2 separate regions of the Mus musculus genome follow, and region 1 is linked to region 2. The links are chromatin contacts, called in public HiChIP or PLAC-seq maps. All regions are on one chromosome and are shown on one strand. Each heading gives the region's core, a stretch centred on a gene start, on an enhancer-like site or on the middle of the called end of the contact. The rest is flanking DNA. Distances are from core to core; before and after follow the strand shown.

What was found. HiChIP or PLAC-seq counts read pairs in DNA pulled down with a chosen protein or histone mark.
Region 1: a CTCF HiChIP or PLAC-seq map of the NIH/3T3 cell line shows a contact between it and region 2, with 13 read pairs. The contact joins two enhancer-like sites. A contact is called at or near these places in 1 of 39 promoter capture datasets (liver), 2 of 15 datasets of contacts at CTCF or cohesin (the NIH/3T3 cell line and pro-B cells), 6 of 484 Hi-C or Micro-C datasets (the F1.1 cell line, the HPC-7 cell line, Th1 cells and 2 more), 1 of 115 datasets of contacts at active chromatin or transcription factors (embryonic fibroblasts) and 1 of 9 other capture datasets (embryonic stem cells).

The regions. Positions count from the first base shown.
Region 1 is chr19:58,063,234-58,066,622 of GRCm38.p6, reverse strand. The region is part of intron 28 of Atrnl1 (attractin like 1); the gene reads right to left. Among named protein-coding and RNA genes, the nearest start is that of Mir5623, 14 kb to the right of the region's middle. Within about 2 kb of position 2,027, at least 44 of the 459 cell types and tissues checked have an H3K27ac peak or open chromatin away from gene starts, as enhancers often do.
Region 2 is chr19:57,992,893-57,996,396 of GRCm38.p6, reverse strand. The region is part of intron 27 of Atrnl1 (attractin like 1); the gene reads right to left. Among named protein-coding and RNA genes, the nearest start is that of Gm32980, 49 kb to the left of the region's middle. Within about 2 kb of position 1,731, at least 40 of the 459 cell types and tissues checked have an H3K27ac peak or open chromatin away from gene starts, as enhancers often do.

The DNA.
Region 1 (3,389 bases), core at 778-3,277, 70 kb before region 2:
GGGATTGCACTTTCCTTCATAGAAGAAGTATTATCAGCATTTCCTCTGTGCTCCTGAAGTGTGTTGATGGCTGATTTCCTCCTTCAACAGTGCCTGATATTTGGGAAATGCTCTCTCGGAGATGTGTTTAAGGATAATCACCATATTCCCAATTTCTCTAGTCAGTACCAAATGGCACTCAAGAAAGACAAAGGCTGGAGGACACTAGGGAAAGAGAGCCTCCTTGCATGAGACAGGCTCTCCCAAAGTTGAAGGATATGGGAATATAAGTTTTCAATAGGACAGTCCCTGTAAGCTTGGAAATGCTCAGCCCACAACAGCAAGGTTCTTCTGCCCTCCGACTCTGCTGGGAGGGTGTCATCAACATGGTGAATCACAGCCGATCAACAGATCGTCTGAAGTCACAGTGGGAGAGAGCTTTAGCTTCTACCGGAGCAGTGTGGCGCTGAGTTGGCACAGAGGACGCAGACAGGAAGACTGGAAGAACTGTGGGATGCCCGCCTTGGGGCAATGTTACATTGTTCCATTTTATCCTCTGACACTGTTGCTCTAGTAACTCCCCGTGGTCCACAGAAGTGAGGTGTATTATTAGCCAGCCTTGAAGCTCTCTGCATCTGACTTAGTACCCTTAACTGATCATGAAATTACTGAAAATCCTTTAATATTTTTTCTTAAATAAAACTAAAATGAACACAATCATTAAATTAAATGTTTGCATATTTCTGTGTGTGCCCACCCATCAGATGTTTTGATCCTGCTATTATGCTGCCCGAATAAGCTCTCTGAGATCTGCACAAAATGGAGGACTCCCTTGCTTAGAGGGGCTTCCTCTTCCTTGCCTGACCTTACTTGGAGAGCATCTCTGAGCACGGATGTCTGACCTTATCTAGAAGATGACCCTGTACAGAGCTTCCTGCACAAGCTGCATGATTCAGCACAGAAGTCCTGCTAAGCCCTTCCCAAGTATGATAATTAGGTAGTGTGTCATGACCAATCAGCCCTTCCCTCCTGTAGCCACTCCCACCCCAGCCCCCCCCCCCAAAAATCTGAAGAAAGTCACTTAGCCTATGATCAGATTACAGTTTCATCTTCCTCTCTCCTGATAACCATTTCCACCCTAGCCAATAATGTATATCCACCCTGGAAATTCCCACCCACTCCCCAAGATCTGTATGGCCCTTGTTCACCCCAAATAAGGTTGAGTTGTCTCGCTGAAGCCGATCCCCCTACCTCCCTCTTGCTCCCCTTGTCCGTGGGGGCCAGTAACCACTGAGAAGTGAGGGCCACAGATAACAAAAACTCATAATGCTTAGCAGAGTGGATCACAGGCCAAACTCTGATCAACAAAATGTCAGAAGCCATCCCAGGGCACACGTCTAAGAAACAGTATTTACCGACTTGTCAAAATGAAGCCTGAATAAAAGGAGTAAGTTGGTTCCTCATAGAATCTCAGGGCTGGCACATGAGAGGGTGTGGTTGGTGGGTGGGTGTGGGTGGTACTGGAAGAAAGAGCATAGTTCTCAAATCACGGATCTTGTGACTCCCGACCGCAAAGGAGGGCTTGGCTTGTTTTCAACCCTGTTCACATTTATCTTGCAGAGGAATTTAAAAACACACCCAGGAGACTCTCCTACTCTCTGGTGCTTTGGGGTCTACATCTTGCCTTGGCAGTGGCTTTCTCTGATTGTGTGGCATTGCCCATGACTTACAAAACAGCACGCTTGCTGACAGTGCACACCAAGGCTGTGTGAAGGTTACAGCCAAGCAAGATGAAGGAATACCATTCTGAAGCCAGCCGTAACAGGAATGCAGGCTTCAGTTGATTACGCTCGCTGTTCTATGGGTATTGTCTCCTATCTCAGGGTACTTATCGTCCACAGAGGAAAGCTATGAGAGCACACAGTTAAATTCGAGCAGAAGGATATTCTTTAAATGGCTGATAAACAGCGTTCACGGCTAGCCTTCAGGGAGGAGCAGCTATGGTGTAACCTGAAAACTCCCACAAAGTCTAGGCTCCCCAGAAGTCCAGCCTGATTTACATATGCAAACCAACCAGCCTGATTTACATATGTAAACGGAGGAAGTGTTGGTGTGTCACTATTTATCTGACAAACTCGTGAAAAGTTGGCAGAGTGAAGTAGCTGCTGATTTACTGTTGCTTCCTCGGGGTTCCTGCAGTCAGGATGTAACAATATCTACAGGAAACTGCGAATATTCACTTTATTTCAATTAGTTCTTGACCCACAGGCATTGCTTCCTCGGCCAGCTCAGGAAACAGGACTTTTAGCATCTCAGGCTGCTCCACTAGTGAGATAAGCCCTGAAGTCCTGGCTAGCCATCCCCAGCAACACTGGCTGCTCTGTCTTATCGGCTTCCCTGCCGGTGTTTATTTAACTCCGTTTGTGATGAGCTATCACTTTGTCTGTTTGAATCCTGACTTGATATGAATGTATCTTTATCTTCAGATTAACACAGTTCTACCTTTTGTGACCTTAGAGTTGAATTTTGCATTGAGCGAGCTTGTCTAAATCCTAACAAGCCTCAGGACTGAGCAGCGCCCATTTCCGAATTCGCCTTACAAGCTGACGCAGTCCCTATTAGGTTTTGAACTTTTAACAAGAGAAAGCACTGACATCTCTCTGTCAACATTTTCCAGGACTACAAATTGCTCATGCATTAGAAATTCTCCAGAAACGGCATGAAAAAGGCTATGAAGTGAATGTATGCTTGTACTGCGGGTCTGCAAGTCAGGGTAATTTCAGAATATACCACATATGCTGAGAAGATGGCAGATGCAAGGATTGGATTTAACCATAGATGATAAGCCAATTTTCTCCATACTCTGTAACTCAATAAGTCTTTAATGGCTTCTCAGATAAACAGATGGATGTCATCAAAAGGCACAGGATGATAAATCTGATTGGTGCCTGAAGAATTCGCAAGGCTTTATCCCTGAACAAGCACGAAGAGAAAGGGGAGGGGAACCACACTTAAGCCCCAGCATGGGAGTTTAAATTATTTGCTCAGAAACAGTTGTATTTCCCAATGGCACAATACTAAAAACAGCACGGACGGCTGCATCCAGGAAGGACAATACATCTTTTTAATTAGGCTGCTCCCTTTGAAGACGTACACTGTTTAGTCTAGCTGTGTTTACTCTGACTTAGTTGATTATTTTCATACAGACTTCCAAATATTCAATTAAAGCCCCTTGGAAGATTATGAATTTCATTTATCCACAAAAAAAGCCTAGACTTTACAGACACTGAGGTCCAAGGCCACTTCTGCCGGTCAAGTGTTTCCTGTTTGTTCAGATAGCTTCTTGGTGTCCAAGTCACCAAACTATTTGTTAGGAACATTCGGTAGAATGTGATGTCTGTCACCAGAAA
Region 2 (3,504 bases), core at 482-2,981:
CCCTCCCTCCCTCCCTCCCTCCCTCCCTCCCTCCCTCCCTTCCTTCATTTATCTTTCCTTTAAAAAAAAACTTTTTGGGTAAGTAGCTGTAAATTTTCATTTTCACCATGCCCCATAAACTATATAGGTGATCTTGTGTAGTTGTTAATCTTGGAGAGATGAACAAAATTCTCAGGAAGGAGACAAGCAGATGAAAGTTAGTCCCTGCCAATAGCAAGAACTAAGAGCAGGAGCCTCAAAATTAGAGGACTCTTTACCTTGACTGCTTCTATTGATATAATCCCTGCTCCTGATTGGCTATTGTGATATAATACTTCTTGAGGCATCGTCTTCTGTAATCACTTTTGGGAATGGCTATAAGACTGAGCATATATAGAAGCTAATGTACTCAACTGTGCTTCTCAAATAGGGCGTAGTTCTGATCTACGATACTAAGAGGTAAGCGCTGTGTATTTTATGTCGCTATTCTCAAGCTTATGACTTGAAAATAAATCCACAGCTCTGTCCCCATGATCAGCATGACGTCTGTAGAAGGCTCCATGCAGGCTGTACGGTGAAAGGTCCCTTTGTTGGATTCCTTTACAAGCGCATCCTCTTTGGGGGGACAGCTGGCTGCTCTGCTGTTGATACCTATCCTCTATGGGAATGAAGGGCAAAAGATTTCACCTGTGAAGTCTGGGACTATGTTAAGTTCTTACTTTCTGCCTGGCTGATGCTAGGTTAGTAAGTATTTACTGAGTTCCTCCTTTGTGTCAGACACTCTTAGGAGATGACAAAGGGTGGAGGGAAAATGTGGCCTCTTCACTCACAAGTGTCAGCCAAGTAGGTGACAAAGACAAGGCAAGCTAAGACATCGTTGGCTCTCCTTTCTCTTTCTCTTTCTCTTGCTTCCCTTTCCTTTGCTGAGTACTTTGTTCTAAAGACATTTGGGCGAGGGGGTGAGCAGAGCAAGGGACCTATCTACATCTGAGGCAAAAGGGGAGTCAAAATGTGCCTAAACGGGTCATCTAGGATGCAGTGGAGTCAGAATCCACCCATATTCAGGAGGAGTGTAGAGCTATTCAGGAAGGGGACAGACATGTTGGCGCAGTATAGGGCAGTCCCAAGCATGGTAGGGAAGACATATACAGAGAGGCTGCATGGCCTGGTGTTTCAGATGTGGCAGGTGTGGGGACCCCGCCTGAGCCCGAGTGGGAAAAGCAAGTGCACACAGCGGTGGTAACCCTGCCTAGAGGGTCCGGTACCCAGGTAGAGTGGGGGGAGGGGGGAGGCTCAGGTGTGGAAACGGCATAGCACACAGTGAGGCAGCATCAGCAGGGTGAGCAGCCCATGGCCAGGAGCCAGCCCAGCTATGGCGCTGAGGACCAAGTTGGGAGGGGAGAAAGGAATCCGCACTAGGAATGGGGAGCAGGTGAGGCAGGAGACTTGTTGTATAAAAGAAACAAAACAAAATTCATAGAGTAACCCTCTTAAGGATGGTGGAAAGTAGGTGCCTCATCTACTTAGAGAAGAGTCATAAACTTGGAAGGGAAGAAAGGAGCATGGAAACCCAGACTTGAAGCTTTTAGTGGACACTTGCAATCTTCAATATACAGAAAAATAAAGATCACACGCACGTCCTGAGAAGCCTGGGAAAAGTCACACCGTGACAGCCACAAACAGGCCCAAAGAGACTGCAGCCTCTACATGTAACTCTACATGAAAGGAACCACAACTCTGAGGGAAAAAATGGTGAGGGCAGAAAAATACAAACAAGACTGCAACTCCTCATGCCACACAAGGCCACGTCCACAGACCACCGGATGCCTGTAGAAAGGACACTCACCACAAGGCCACGCCCACAGACCACCGGATGCCTGTAGAAAGGACACTCACCACAAGGCCACGCCCACAGACCACCGGATGCCTGTAGAAAGGACACTCACCACAAGGCCACGCCCACAGACCCCGGAGGCCTGTAGAAAGGACACTCACCACAAGGCCACGTCCACAGACCACCGGATGCCTGTAGAAAGGACACTCACCACAAGGCCACGCCCACAGACCCCGGAGGCCTGTAGAAAGGACTCTCAAATCTGAGAGAGGATGCAGTGAGAAGAACAAGGCCTAAGACTGATTGCAAAGCAGATATTGCCATTGATAATGACAATAAATAGCTGGTGTTGATCAGGAAGAGACATTGGATAGATCCAAATGGAGGGAGACTCCAAAATGCACTGTAAAATGATCTCCACCGAGGGTCAAGCATAGTCAAGGAAAGATTGAGAAACTGTTTAAAGAAAACGGAAACAGCCCGGGGTTTTACACTAGACATAGGCCGTGTCTCTGGTCAGTGCTCCACTGTGTGAAGAGACATCATGATAAGATAAAGTATTTAATTAATGGGGTCTTGCTTACAGTTTCCGGGGTTTAGTCCCTTATCCCCATGGCAGGAGGCATGGCTGCATGCTGGCAGGTGATAGAATGTTAGTTGGGAGCTACATCTTCATCCATAGGCAGAGGGGAAAGCAAGTCTGGGCCTAGCATGGGTTTTTGAAACCTCAAAGCCCACCACAGGCAACATACTTCCTCCAACAAGGCCACACCTCCTATTCCTTCTAATCCTTTTGAAGAGTTCCACTCCCTGGTGGCTAAGAATTCAAAGACATAACTACTATCGGGATCATTCTTATTCAAACCACCACAGGCTACCAGTGACTGAAGCACTGGTGACTCCTGGATGGGACCTGAGGAGTGGACAGTAGCAATACTGACATTTTCTCAATGCTGATAGCTGTACTGTGGTTAGACAGAAAAACGTTCAGGTTTTAGGAAAGATACATTTAACTACTAGGTGATACATTATTATAACAAAGAGCACTAAAGCTCTTTTGATACATGTGTAACTTTTTGTAACTCAGAGTTAAAGAAGGATGAATATCACCGGGCTTGAGCATTGTTGCAGGTTCAGGAGCACGAATGCTAATTCCAGGTCCTAGAGGCCCCGTGTTCTCAGGACTATCTCATGAACTGATGCTGACAACTTCAGTACTGCCCATCACCGGGTGATTAGCAGTACTACGGTCAATATCATTATAATATTGTTATCTTCTCCCACCAATAGCCCTCCATTAAATCCTCATACCGTAAAGCTCACTTATGTAAAATATGCATGCATAGCTCATTCATTTGTTCAGCACACACACACACACACACACACACACACAGAGCTGTACAACTGTCATTAGAACATTTTTTCCCCTTGAAGAATCTCTACCCCATGAGATCTTCCTCTTCCTCTCCACCCATGCTGATTTTATTCTAAAGCTAATTCTGTTTCCTACAGGAGCAGGAGGTCGCACCTCTTAAAGACAGTGAGCAGCCGCTGTCCAGTCGATGGTCTGATGAACGAGTGGGTGGGCCGTTACGGGAGTGTACTGACAACTGGCCTGTGGTGCACCTTCAGATGACTCTGAGGTTATGGCTGCTTTTCATCCGCTGTTTTCTACATGCTCGTTAAAACCA